Linked DNA regions of Oryctolagus cuniculus: region 1 is linked to region 2. Evidence: chromatin contacts called from public Hi-C data. All regions are on one chromosome and are shown on one strand. Each heading gives the region's core, a stretch centred on a gene start, on an enhancer-like site or on the middle of the called end of the contact. The rest is flanking DNA. Distances are from core to core; before and after follow the strand shown. Region 1 has its middle 610 kb from the start of EBF1. Region 2 has its middle 300 kb from the start of CLINT1.

The links. Hi-C and Micro-C count contacts between places; a contact is called where the count stands out from the background.
Region 1: a Hi-C map of skin fibroblasts shows a contact between it and region 2, with 3 times the contacts expected there. The contact joins two enhancer-like sites. A contact is called at or near these places in 3 of 6 Hi-C or Micro-C datasets (embryonic fibroblasts, skin fibroblasts and an unstated tissue).

What each region holds. Positions count from the first base shown.
Region 1 is chr6:45,404,887-45,410,782 of mOryCun1.1, forward strand. No RefSeq gene overlaps it. Among named protein-coding and RNA genes, the nearest start is that of EBF1, 610 kb to the right of the region's middle. Within about 2 kb of position 2,280, at least 2 of the 8 cell types and tissues checked have an H3K27ac peak or open chromatin away from gene starts, as enhancers often do.
Region 2 is chr6:45,063,959-45,070,354 of mOryCun1.1, forward strand. No RefSeq gene overlaps it. Among named protein-coding and RNA genes, the nearest start is that of CLINT1, 300 kb to the left of the region's middle. Within about 2 kb of position 2,558, at least 2 of the 8 cell types and tissues checked have an H3K27ac peak or open chromatin away from gene starts, as enhancers often do.

The DNA.
Region 1 (5,896 bases), core at 1,030-3,529, 340 kb after region 2:
AGTCCCGGGTGCTCCACTTCTGACCCAGCTTTATACTAGGGCCTAGAAAAGCAGTGGATGATGACCCAATTCCTGCACCAATGTGGGAGACCTGGAAGAAGCTCCTGGTTCCTGGCTTTGAATCTACGCAGCTCTGGCTGTTGCGGCCAGTGGGGAGTGAACCAGATAATGGCCTGCCCCCCTCTCTCTCTCTCTCTCTCTCTCTGCCTCTCCTTCTCTCCCTATATAACTCTTTCCAATAAAATAAATAAATCTTTAAAAAAAATTCATACCCCTGATTGTCAGTGTAAGCTAGCTTCCATCAACTACTCCAAGATCAGTGACATCAAGAATTATTTCTTTGTACACTACTGTAGCCCCAGTTAAGTACAAGGCGTGTCATCAGGGGAGTGTAATAATATTTGTTTATTTAAGAATTAACACAAGCAGATTTTTTTTCTGTTTGAGGAAATGCACAGATTTTTATTTCATTCTGGCGCTTCTTTATGTTCTCTATTTGCAGTTGTTGAGGAGCTATTTATGGCTTAACAAAAAGCAGGAAGAATCAGAATCAGTCATTGCACCAAAAAAAGGCATTTTCTCCTGAGATTTGCACACTCTTTCCAACACAAGAGAGGCTGGAATCAGTTGAAATAAGACAAAAAGAAGCAAATCATTTGGTTCCCTGATAACAGACATTAAAAAGAAGAGAGAGGAGAAACAGAAGGGAAGGGAGAGGTGGGAAGAGGAGGAGAAGAAAATTTTAAAAGGAAGGAAAACAAGAAGAAAAGAAGAGGAAGGGCTCAGAAGGAGGGAGGGAAAGAATAAGGAAGCATGGAAGAGGAGGAGGAAGGGAGGTACAGAGGGAGGAACTAATTCTGGCTCCAGGGCAAAAGGTCGTCATTGAGATTGTGATTAGTCTCTGCCATGGATTTGCTGATCGCTAAGTGATTGCTTCTTGTTTGTGTATCTGTGAGTGTTTTCTTTCTGACAAAGTAAACATTAAGCCTAACTTGAAGCTTTAAAACTGACCAAGTAGCTTGGAGAATGTGGATAGCAAATTACAAATCACCCAGCCACTTGGGTGTGGATAAAAGTTCCAGGCCAAATACCTGAGCGTCCACTTCATAATAGGAGTAATAAGGCTATTTGAAAACATGACCCAAATCTCAAGCTATAGTTTTTTTTTTTTTTCTAAAGGCCCTCTGACATGTTTATATGCACATATTGGAATTGTATCCATCGGGGAAGAAAACAATTGACTTTCCGACTTTATAGTCTGCCATTGACTTTTAAGGTATTTCATAAAATGAAGTAATAACTTCAAGATCAAGGGCATTTTCCTTTGGGTCTTCATCAATTGTTTCACTTTCTCTTGGCAATGGCCTCCACCCACCTCTTCCGTAATATCAACTTCTAGGTTGACGTTTCACTGGAAAAACTTACTCTTTCTCCCTGCCTTCCTGAATGTATGTTTCATGCATTAAATTCTGTTAATCAGTTCAACTTTTACTATAGTTTGGCAATTGGTACATCGCTGAGTTGCGTGTTCCCAATTTAATGCTTTTAGAATGTATTTAAGTAGGTTCCAATGCACTTAGTCACTGCTATTCAAATGAGAGAACCATATTTCAAGGAACAGAGCTCCAGGAGGGGGATGAGGTGACTAATGGGTTATAAGGGAAAATCATCTATCAAGACACATTGGAGACTGAAACAGATGGTGAAGAAATTCCCCTGGGTCCATTTCCCCCTGGCCCCAGAGGGGCCACCATTTGATTTCCAGCAAACACACACTTTGGCTGGCTTCCCTTCACAGCTTCTGGCTGATGTTTCCTATTTTAGGATCTTGGAAAAGTAGGAAACTCACCTGTTTCTCAGACTTACACTCATCAATAAGGCAGCCCTTTGGGCAAGATAAAGGCCAATCTTAGGAGCCCTAAACAGGTGCTGACTTTTATGGCTGGAGGGTTGGCACAGTACCCACCCTTCATGCTGATTTTACAGAGCGTTAATAGGAATGAGACAAAGGAATAGTGGATTCTAAGGCGAACATTCAGAGTCAGAGCTTGTCTTCTTTATTCCACTTCTATTACTCACCATCTAGGTTGCCAGGGAATCTGTGACCCCATGAATAGCCCAGATTTGGTGCTGAACTTCTGTTTTTCCTGGAGAAATGTACCCAGCTTCTGAGCTTCCCAGTTCTCATTTATATCAGTTGGCCAGATGATACAAATTTGTAAAGGATCCTGTGTGACTTACCTGAGATGAAGTGCATGAAGAACCTTGCAGAACCAGGAATGTGCTGTACATGTTCACTAACCCCACATTTCTTCCCATTCTGGCCTTTCTTATAAATTTTGGGATGCTATGTAGTGAGCTTAAAGGCAGGGAAGACTCCACCACAATTATAATTTCTGACTTAAAATTCCAAAAGTAGGCCGGTGCCGCGGCTCACTAGACTAATCCTCCGCCTTGCGGCACCAGCACACCGAGTTCTAGTCCTGGTCAGGGCACCGGATTCTGTCCCGGTTGCCCCTCTTCCAGGCCAGCTCTCTGCTGTGGCCAGGGAAGTGCAGTGGAATACTTGGGCCCTGCACCCCATGGAGACCAGGATAAGTACCTGGCTCCTGCCATCGGATCGGTGCGGTGCGCCGGCCGCGGTGCGCCGGCCGCAGCAGCCATTGGAGGGTGAACCAACGGCAAAGGAAGACCTTTCTCTCTGTCTCTCTCTCTCTCTCACTGTCCACTCTGCCTGTCAAAAAAATTTTTTTTCCAAAAGTATCCCCTCAAGCAAATTGGCAACTGGTATTAAATCATCTGTATGTCATTGCAAACAACCCCATTTCTATGAATTTATCCTAAAGAGACATTCACCTAAGTATATATGTTGTCCACAGGATAAACATCTCACTGTTAATGAGGACAAAGACTTGCAAACCAACTACTGACCATCAAAACAGTATTGGATAAATATGGCATCTCGGCCGTCGCCGCGGCTCACTAGGCTAATCCTCCGCCTGCGGTGCTGACACCCCAGGTTCTAGTCCCGGTTGTGGGGGGTGTGCTGGGAAGTAGAAGTGAATCCAATTAGGGTAGGGGATGAGCTGACTTCAGTGGTTGGGCCAGGGGGCTTAGGACCAAAGCCTACTGTGCAACGTGGTGATGGGTCCAGGGCCTAAGATGGCATCCAAGGCATTGATGGCACCACAGATGAGACTGTGCCATTTTGCTAACAATAATTACCCAAATAGCTGATTATTTTCCACAATGCTGTAGTCTCTAAAATCAGTTTTTCACCTTTCTCTTTGTCTCTAATGTCACACACTACTGCAATCACAGAAATTCCCTGAATGCTTTTCATTTTTTTAATTCAGAAGTCTGGTGACCTGGAGGTTGTTCCAAGTTCTGACATTGTTTGGCGGTGAGATCAACAGCTAACACCTTCTCCCAAGAGGGCTCATCCTAAAACCAAGCTAGAAATTTCTTGGACTTTCATCTTACTTCTAACTTTGTCGTTTTGCAATTTAACTTGCGCAATCACATAATGCAAATTAAATCAATGAAGATGACACACATATATAAGCTTTGGAGGCCCCAAAATGCTATATAAATGTGATATGTGGTTAAAAGCACTTATAAAAGAGCACCAACAATAACAATTGTGACTCAGATTGTGTATTGATGCCTACATAAAGAAAGGAAATTCTAGTGGGATCAAGACATTTCCTTTCGCCCTTTGTCTCTGCTGCCCTCACCTCTGGGCCTTAATTCCATGTGGAGTTAACACTGATACTCAGTTTGGGGATTAAAGCAGGACCTGACCTGGATTTGCTCCACGTTACCCATGCCCTAGATTGAAACGTTAAAGGACTTGGAATAAAAAAGTTGCATTTTCAGTAACGGCTTCACAGTGACTGGGGAATTAATGTCAGGCAGGCAGTGATTTCCCAGTGGTTGGGTTTGTAGCAAAAGTCTTCAACTTTTATGTGTGGCTTGTTTGATGTTGAAAATTGTTGTTAGACTCTCCAAAGTTGTTTGAGGTGTCACTCATCCTTCCCTTTTGTGTTGGGGCGGGATGTGAAGCACAGCGGCTGGGAATAGTTCTGTGACTGCCACCCCCAAGGCAGGTCTCCACCAGGGCCCAATTGAGCCCATCTCCCGGGGAATTCAAAGCTTTCAGCGCAGCGCAGCTCGGCATCCGTCTGATCACCCACTACTCTCTCGCAGGAACTCTCCACTCCAGCAAGACTGAGGAGCTCAGGGCCTCGTGAATGTGCTGTGCAAGGGAGCATCTCCAGTGTTTTTCTTTAACACACAATTTGCTTGGCTTGGATATTGTTCTTCAGAGAGGCAGCAGCCTATAAGAATAATAGTAGTGACCGCGATAGCGTAGTAACAGTAATAAAACCAGCAGCTACCGTCTTGTTTACCACTGATTGTGGGTCAAACACTGCGCACGGGCTTAGCCCGACTGGTTGTCTTAATAACCCTTTTCTAAATAAACACAGCTATCTCCATTTTACAGATGAGGCAACTGAAGCCCAGCATGTTTTGATGAATTAAGCATTGTCATGCTGCCAGGAAGGTAGGATCTGAATCCTTGCAGTCTGACTCTAGACATTGTTTGCTGTCACTAGCAAGTCTTAGGAAAGTAGCCTTGAGAGCTAAAGACCTGCCTTCCAGTTGTAGTTTTTGCTGCTTCCTGCCTGTGTGACCTTGACTGACTGCCTTTATCTTAAAACCAAACCTCCTTCACACATAAAATAGAGTCATGCTGTTTATGTTGAAGAGTTGGCGGGAGAAGCAGAGTTTGTGCATGCCAGGTACCTCGGCAGCGAAAGGCAGCCAAGATCATTGACCTTTATTCATTTTCATTATAACTAGTTTTTCTAGATCCAGCTCTCTTGTCTTCTTAAAGCCATTTCTGGTTATCAGAGCGCAAAGTGGTGTCTTTGTCTTCTTGAATTGTGTCACTCGTTAGAGATTTTATGTTCATTATCAGGGCATGATCCTAGCAGAGGGGTAGGAGGAGCCCAGAGGTCTAAAGCTTGCGTGTTCCTCTGCTAATGAACATAGGGGAACCACACATCTCAAGAACTGTGAGCCTGAGGACACAGGAAAATACTGAAGCCCACCCAGCAACTCCTAGTACAGGGGATGGTAGCAGCTCAGTTCGTTCGGATTTAATCCTGGCTCTTCATGCTCTTGGTGAAGCAAGTAGCTATTACTTAAAAGAATACTCTCAGTGCTCATTTTAATGCCTGTCTAGTCTGACATTCCTGTGGTAGAGGCTAGGAAACTAAAATTTTCATTACCCAGAGTCCTTTGCAGTCAGCATATTCATTCATGACTGGGAGGCAGCTGTAGGCATTGTAAGGGGTTGGCTACAGGTAGTGAAAAAGGCTGTTATTATGTGGGAGGCTTCTGCCCTCTTCAGACTGCTGTGGTATCCTTTCTAGCATCTAATCATTAAAATCAGAGGTGTTGGCTGAAGGACAATGGAAGCAATGCATATTGGGCCTTTCTCCTAGATGTGTGGGCTATGCATTATCCAAATCCTGGACTCTGGCCACTGGGAGCTTCTATCAGTTGCATAATGTCTTTCAGTCAGTCTTTCCTGCTTGAATCAGCTGAGGTGGCTTCTGTTTCCTGCAACCAAAAATTTTGACCAATACATTAGAAATGTTACCATAGACTAGTGATTTTCTTTTTTAAAAAAATTATTTATTTATCTGAAAGGCAGAGTTAAACAGAGAGAGGGAGAGACAGAGAGGGAGATTTTCCATCCACTAGTTCACTCTCCAAATGTTCACAACAGCCAGGGCTGGGATAGGCCAAAGCTGGAAGCCAGGAGCTTCATCTAGGTCTCCCACATGCGTGCAAAGGCCCAAGCACTTGGAATATCTTTCACTGC
Region 2 (6,396 bases), core at 1,308-3,807:
TGTTAGTTAAAATTTCAAGTCTCATGGAGCTTGATGTTGGAAGTCAATTTTATTTAATGATTGAAGAAGCCAAGGCACAGGATAGTAGGGTGACTTGACTGAGGTGACACAGTAAGCCATGGTCAGTTCAAATTTTCTGTTGAGAGCATTCCTTCCTGGAACTAACAACTCCATTTGAGAATAAATCCAGAGACTTTAACATGTACAGATGCAGTCCACACTAAGAAATCCCCACAATAGTCTTTATTTCTCTCTAATATGTTAATCTGTTGATGAAGACTTATGGCAAAACCTCATTCTTTCTTCTAAGTCCTACTTAAATGTATGGACTCTGTAAAGGAACTTCTCCAGCTCCCAGGTTGAATTACTCTTTCTTTGCATGTTGTGCCAATATCTGACTTGGCATCTGATATCAATAGAACTAAATTATAATTGAGCGTTAACTTTGTGGAGTAAGAGGGTGCTGGGTTGGAAGAAGCTGACCAAGTATCAATAGTTCCATGTAGATGCACATGCTTTCAGCTTCTCAAAAGTGTCTCTGAGCAGCCTCATGGAAGGTTGGGGCATGTTGGAGAGCCTCAGAGAAATTGTATCTCCTCTTTTGTAGTTGACTTTTTCCAGGATTAGAGAGCTAGTGGACCTTTGTGTGTCCTTTCACCTGCAGTGGCTGACAGATAACTCTTTAAGAAACAGTCCTTGCCTATTACTTGCACCAAATAAATGGAAGTTACTAGTGCTCAACTAGGTCTTGGAGTCTTTCTCTCACCAAATGACTCTGGGGGTTGAATGGACAAAGGCCAGAAATAATTTCAGTAGGATTGAATTTAGGGGTGCATCTCGGTCAGGAAGCTACAAGGAAAAGAGGTTTGTTCCAAAAGCCATTGGAGCAGGTTATGTTACTGGGATAGGCATAAGAATTATCACAGCGTGTCCCTTAACTCAGCTTTTTAATTAATATTCAAGAATTTGCTTTCTGACTCCTGCCCAAGTCACTCACTGCAAGGTCTTAACACAAAATCAGCAGCACCTGGAAAATCTATAACATTCATGTTTCCACTCTCCAGGCCAATGCCTGTAGCAATGGCATCCGTCACTAACTGGTGCCACTATGTTCTCTGGAAAGGTGAAGGTGTGGCTTCGAGATCGTTTGTGCCTAGTTATCTGAGCAGCCATGGAGTCGGTCACAGACTCTAGCCAGAGCTCCCACTCTGGGCAGTGCTCTTCAGATGTTTCCTTCTTGGGTGAATGAGATTGCAGGACTTGGGTACTCTTGTCGAGGCAATATGAATTTCTACCCCTACTGAATGTCACTAGAGGCAACCTGAGATATTGGAAAGGATGATAGAAGAAGAGATATGAGGTTAGGGTATAGTCTTGATATTGCTACAAAAGAGCTGGGAGGTCTTATGTAAGACATCACCTGACTGGCCCTCAGTTTGCTTCCTCTGTAAGAGGAGGGGTTTGAGAAGATTAATTGCTGTGGCCTTGGAATGTCTTTGGTGTTATGCAGCAGCTGGGTCCTGCACATGCTCTACTCCAGGGAAGGCAAACATGTGACCAGCATGCGGCTGCCGTACGTGCCCATGCCTTCAGCAGGCACTGGCAGTGTTTCACAGCAGTCTTCCCTGTTTATGTGCACTTGGTCTTAGAATCCTTCTCGGTCTTTTTGGTAGAGGTCTAATAAGCTGCTACTGATTGATCAGGCTATGCAAGGGAAATAAAAATGATTTGCCTTTCTAATGGGCTTAATTGTGTCCCTCCCATAAATTCAGATGGAAATAGGGTCATCACAGAAGGGATAAAGCAGAAATGACAGAGGAACAAAGAGTGCCACATAGCTCCAGAGAGGGGTCCAAGCCATTATTCAGATATCCAAAGCCACCGGGTTGAATCACCACTTCAGATCTGGTGGAGTTTGATTGGCTGAGAGAAAGAGAAATTGGAGCTGGGAGGTTGTCTCAGCACTTAGCTAAGGGTTTGGAATTTCACCTGCTAGATGGCGCTGTCCTCTAAGAAAAGGCACCGGCTCTGCTTGAATGGAAGCTTTGCTAAGGAAACAGGAACAGCACAAGTTGAAAAGTATTGTTGGGCTGGAGGTAAGGGGCTGGAAGCAGCCTTTTCTCCAGCAGCAACATCTCCTGTTGTAGTGCTTCTGGTTCCTTTTAGAATTTTTATTTTGCAGTGTGAGAGTTGGATGCATTACAGCTGAAAAGGGCTGTTTACTCTGACAAAAGATTTGTGTGTGCATGTGTGAGTGCATGCGTGTGTGTGTGTGTGTGTGTGTGTGTATGTGTATCATGGGGAGGGCGCAGTTTTAGTCATGAAGTCCCTCCCCAAAGCTACATCTTACTAATGACATGTCTCAAACCTGATGTTTGGCCTTGACTTCCACGAGATCACTGAAAGAAAGGAACAGTTGGTTCTTTCTGCCTTCTGTGCACTGAGCTGGATGCCTGGCATGCGGAGTGACTGCACTCTGAAGCCTTCTAGCTCAGCTCTAGTCAGGAGCAGACTGCATGTAGGCACCAAGACCCCTTGTCTGTGCAGTTTTCATTTTAGACAGACAGACTGGCTCCTGGGGCTCAACTTCTCCTACTCTATCAGCAGCCAGAAGGAAGAAAAACAAAGATAAGGGGAGGGGAAGGTGAAAACCAGGAGGGGACTCAAAGGGCTGGAGGGGAAGACAGATGAGAGTCTCCGGAAGCAAAGGGCAGAGGTGAAGGGTGTGAGGGAAGGAGAGTGAAAGAAGGGGACCAGGTGTCCAGAAGGAAAGGGGAGTAGCTATGGAGGAGGAGAGAGGATGGAGGCTGCCGGAAGTGGGAGAAGTGGGAACTGGAGTGAGATTTCACGTCCTCATTGCTGGAGCCAAGACACTGAAAAGGCAGGGAATGGAGGCTGTGTCTGGCCAACAGGAAGATGGGGGCAGGGAAGCTGAGTCACTGGGGAAAATCTGATCAAGGTCCAGAAGGAGGGGAAACCGCCACAGTGAGGAAGTTGCAGAAAAGCCAGGTGGGAGATGGGCAAGCAAGCCTTGATCAGGAGGTCCTGGAAGCTAGGAAGGCAGAGAGCAGAGCTGAGCTAAGACAGGAAAAAACCAAGGAGAAGGAACAAGCAGAGCACAACACACAAGTGAGAGTGAGGGAACAGGGAAGGGGCCATTAATAGAATGCTTACCTGCATGTCGTAAAAACTGGAATGTGTGTGTTTTGGCCTGCGGCCATTGTGCAGGAAACACAGTGTGGCTTTTAAGCAAGTTGTGGAGTGGTTGAGTCCACACGTTAGTAGCTTACCTTAGTGTGTTGCTTTGAAATGCAGCTGTGAGCAGCTGCCCTCTGACTGGCTGGCAGCCTGCTGTCGGAGACATCTGACAGAGCTACTGTCCGAACAGAGGTTTTGTCCCTGCTCTGTTACGGTGCTCCAGGTTCGGAGGCACCACTTCTCTTCCAGGATAAGAGTTGAATTGTGGTCCCTGTGACAGTGTCTTGTGGTTGGACAGGGGTGAAAGCTCTGAGAGGGCAGAAGAGGGGAAAAGCGGTTAAGGGTAATGTGGGATCGGGTCTGGCGCTGTAGCTTAGTGGACTAAGCCTCTACCTGCAGTGCTGGCATCCCATATGGGTACTGGGTCATGTCTCAGCTATTTTCCCGATCCAGCTCTCTGCTTATGGCCTGGGAGGACAGCGGAAGATGGCCCAAGTATTTGGGCCCCTGCACCTGTGTGGGAGCCTCAGGAGAAGCTCCTGGATCCTAGTTTGGATTGGCTCAGCTCCAGACATTGGGGCCATCTGGGGAGTGAACCAGCAGATGGAAGACCTTTCTCTATATCTTTTCTTCTCTTTCTGAAACTCTACCTCTCAAATAAATAATATCTTTAAAAAAAAAGGTAATGTAGGATGGAGGTTAAGAGGCCCCTGGAGACTGATGGCCACAGTCTAGTTTCTAGTTTTACCACTTTACTCTGACACATGAGAAGTCTTCTAGAGTTTGTGGAAGAATGGAATGAAAAGTGAGTTTATTTTAGTAAATTTTTTTTTGTGAATATTCATGTGTAATTTTTATGTGTTACGTATTTTCCATGGGCATTTGGCAGCCCTTGTATGTGACATTTCACTGCTATGGGCTTTAACAACTCATCTGTAGAATTGAGGTATGGGGGTGGGATTTGTGCTGCTCCTGGTTAATTAACACTTGGGATGCCTGAATTCCATATCATGTGCCAACAACTCCACTTCCAATCCAGCTTCCTCTTAGTGTGTCTGGGAGGCAGCATGTGACGGCTCAAGTACTGGGGTCCCTGACACCCTTGTGGCAGACCTGGGTGGTGGAGCCCCTGGTTCCTGGGTTTAATCATGCCCAGCCTTAACTGTTGGAGCCCGTGGGGAATGGGCCAGCCGATGGAAGATATCTGTCTGTCTCTGTCTCTCTGTCACTTGTTCATATAAATGAATAAATATTTTTTTTAAAAAAATTGGGACTAGGCCGGCGCCGTGGCTCACTAGGCTAATCCTCCGCCTAGCGGCGCCGGCACACCGGGTTCTAGTCCCGGTCGGGGCGCCGGATTCTGTCCCGGTTGCCCCTCTTCCAGGCCAGCTCTCTGCTGTGGCCCGGGAGTGCAGTGGAGGATGGCCCAGGTGCTTGGGCCCTGCACCCCATGGGAGACCAGGAAAAGCACCTGGCTCCTGGCTCCTGCCATCGGATCAGTGCGGTGCGCCGGCCGCGGCGGCCATTGGAGAGTGAACCAACGGCAAAAGGAAGACCTTTCTCTCTGTCTCTCTCTCTCACTGTCCACTCTGCCTGTCAAAAAAAAAAAAAAAATTGGGACTATAATCAGATATATCTGGTGGGTTTCTAATGAGGATTGAATGAGATGACCCATGGATGTTAGCGCCCTTCCCTTTATGATTGCTGAGGACCAGATAATGGTTCAGGGGACCAGTTCTTAAATATGGAAAAGGGGCTTAAACCTGAAGATGTTTTAGAGAGGAAATGATCTGTACCTAGCATCATTTGGGAAGATAAATCCACCAGTTACATGTGGGCTGCTCTGGGATTAGGGGAGGCCATCTTGGTGACCAGAGCTTGTTTGCGAAAGTGGGGTCCTGGACTAGGTGTGTGGGTCCTGAAAAAATATGTAGGCTATTCTGAGATATGTAGAAAATGTCAAGAACCTTTTGGTTGGATGAATAGGTGATTGGAGAGAGAAATTCCAAACATGGTGCCAAGGTTTTGAGGTCAAGGACAGGAATAAGAGGGAGCTCTCAAGCTAAGAAGGATTTTTACATTTTTAAAGGGTTGAAAAAAACCAAAAGCAGAAATGAAGACTAGGTGACAGAGTCTGTATATAGTCTGCAACACCTTAAATATTTATAATCTGGCCCTTTATAGAAAGAGTTGTCCCACTCTGGCCTGGCTGAGAGACCCAGAATACTGGCCTAGAAAAAAGGAAGCTTGGAGCGGTTTTAGACAGAGTGCAGTGTCCCCCAGAAAGCTGAAGCTATGGGACTAAAGCCAGGCGAAGTGTGTGAATAATATGCTGACTGTAGAGTCAGTGTTCATTGCATAAATATTTTCCCACGGTGTGTTTAGGAGACAAATAGTCCTGGTTTAAATCCTTGCTGCTTGTGATCCCAGCCAGGTTATCAACCTGGGTGAGACTCAGTTTCCTGACTTGTAAAATGCAAATAATAACAATACTTATCTCTTGGATTTCTTTGTCTTTGGAGGATTAAATGCACTGAGATACACCAAGCATCTGGCATCCAACACACAGTAAGCACATGCTTTTATTATTATTGAGGACCCAGAAACCCAGAGTTGGCAATGGACACAGCACATGACATACAGGAAAGGATGGCTTAGTCTGGAGTATAGCAGGAGAAAATACACCATCAGTTGCCTCTAATATTATCATCAAAACCATTGATCTTCTATTGTTACTGGAACTTGACATCTGGTCTTGGGTCCCCCGCACTGCCCATCTCTATAATGCATAGGGTTTGCTTAGATTCCTTTCAACAGTTTTTAAAGCAATATTTTCAAATTCATTTCTTTTTCTTCCTCTCCCTTCCTCTCTTCCCTTGTTGCAGGGAGAAGCATGCTTAATTCTCTTTGACATTTCTGACAGCCAGGTCATCTCTGCTCCCTCCTCTTTAACAGTCCTGATCGTGTAAGAGCAATCCCCTTCGCCTCTCAGCATTCCCAGCCCCTCCCCTCCCAGCCATGCTTCCCCACAGAAGGAAGAGTGAGTTTCTCTTCATGTGGAATCAGCCCAGTATCAGCCTCCGAAGCATCTGTCCTTGTTCCTCTGAGCGTCAGAAGTTCTCTGTCTTCCCACTAGGACTTTCTGAGAGCGTGGAGTGGATCCCAGAATTTCTAATTCTTCCTGCTGCAAGCAAACCT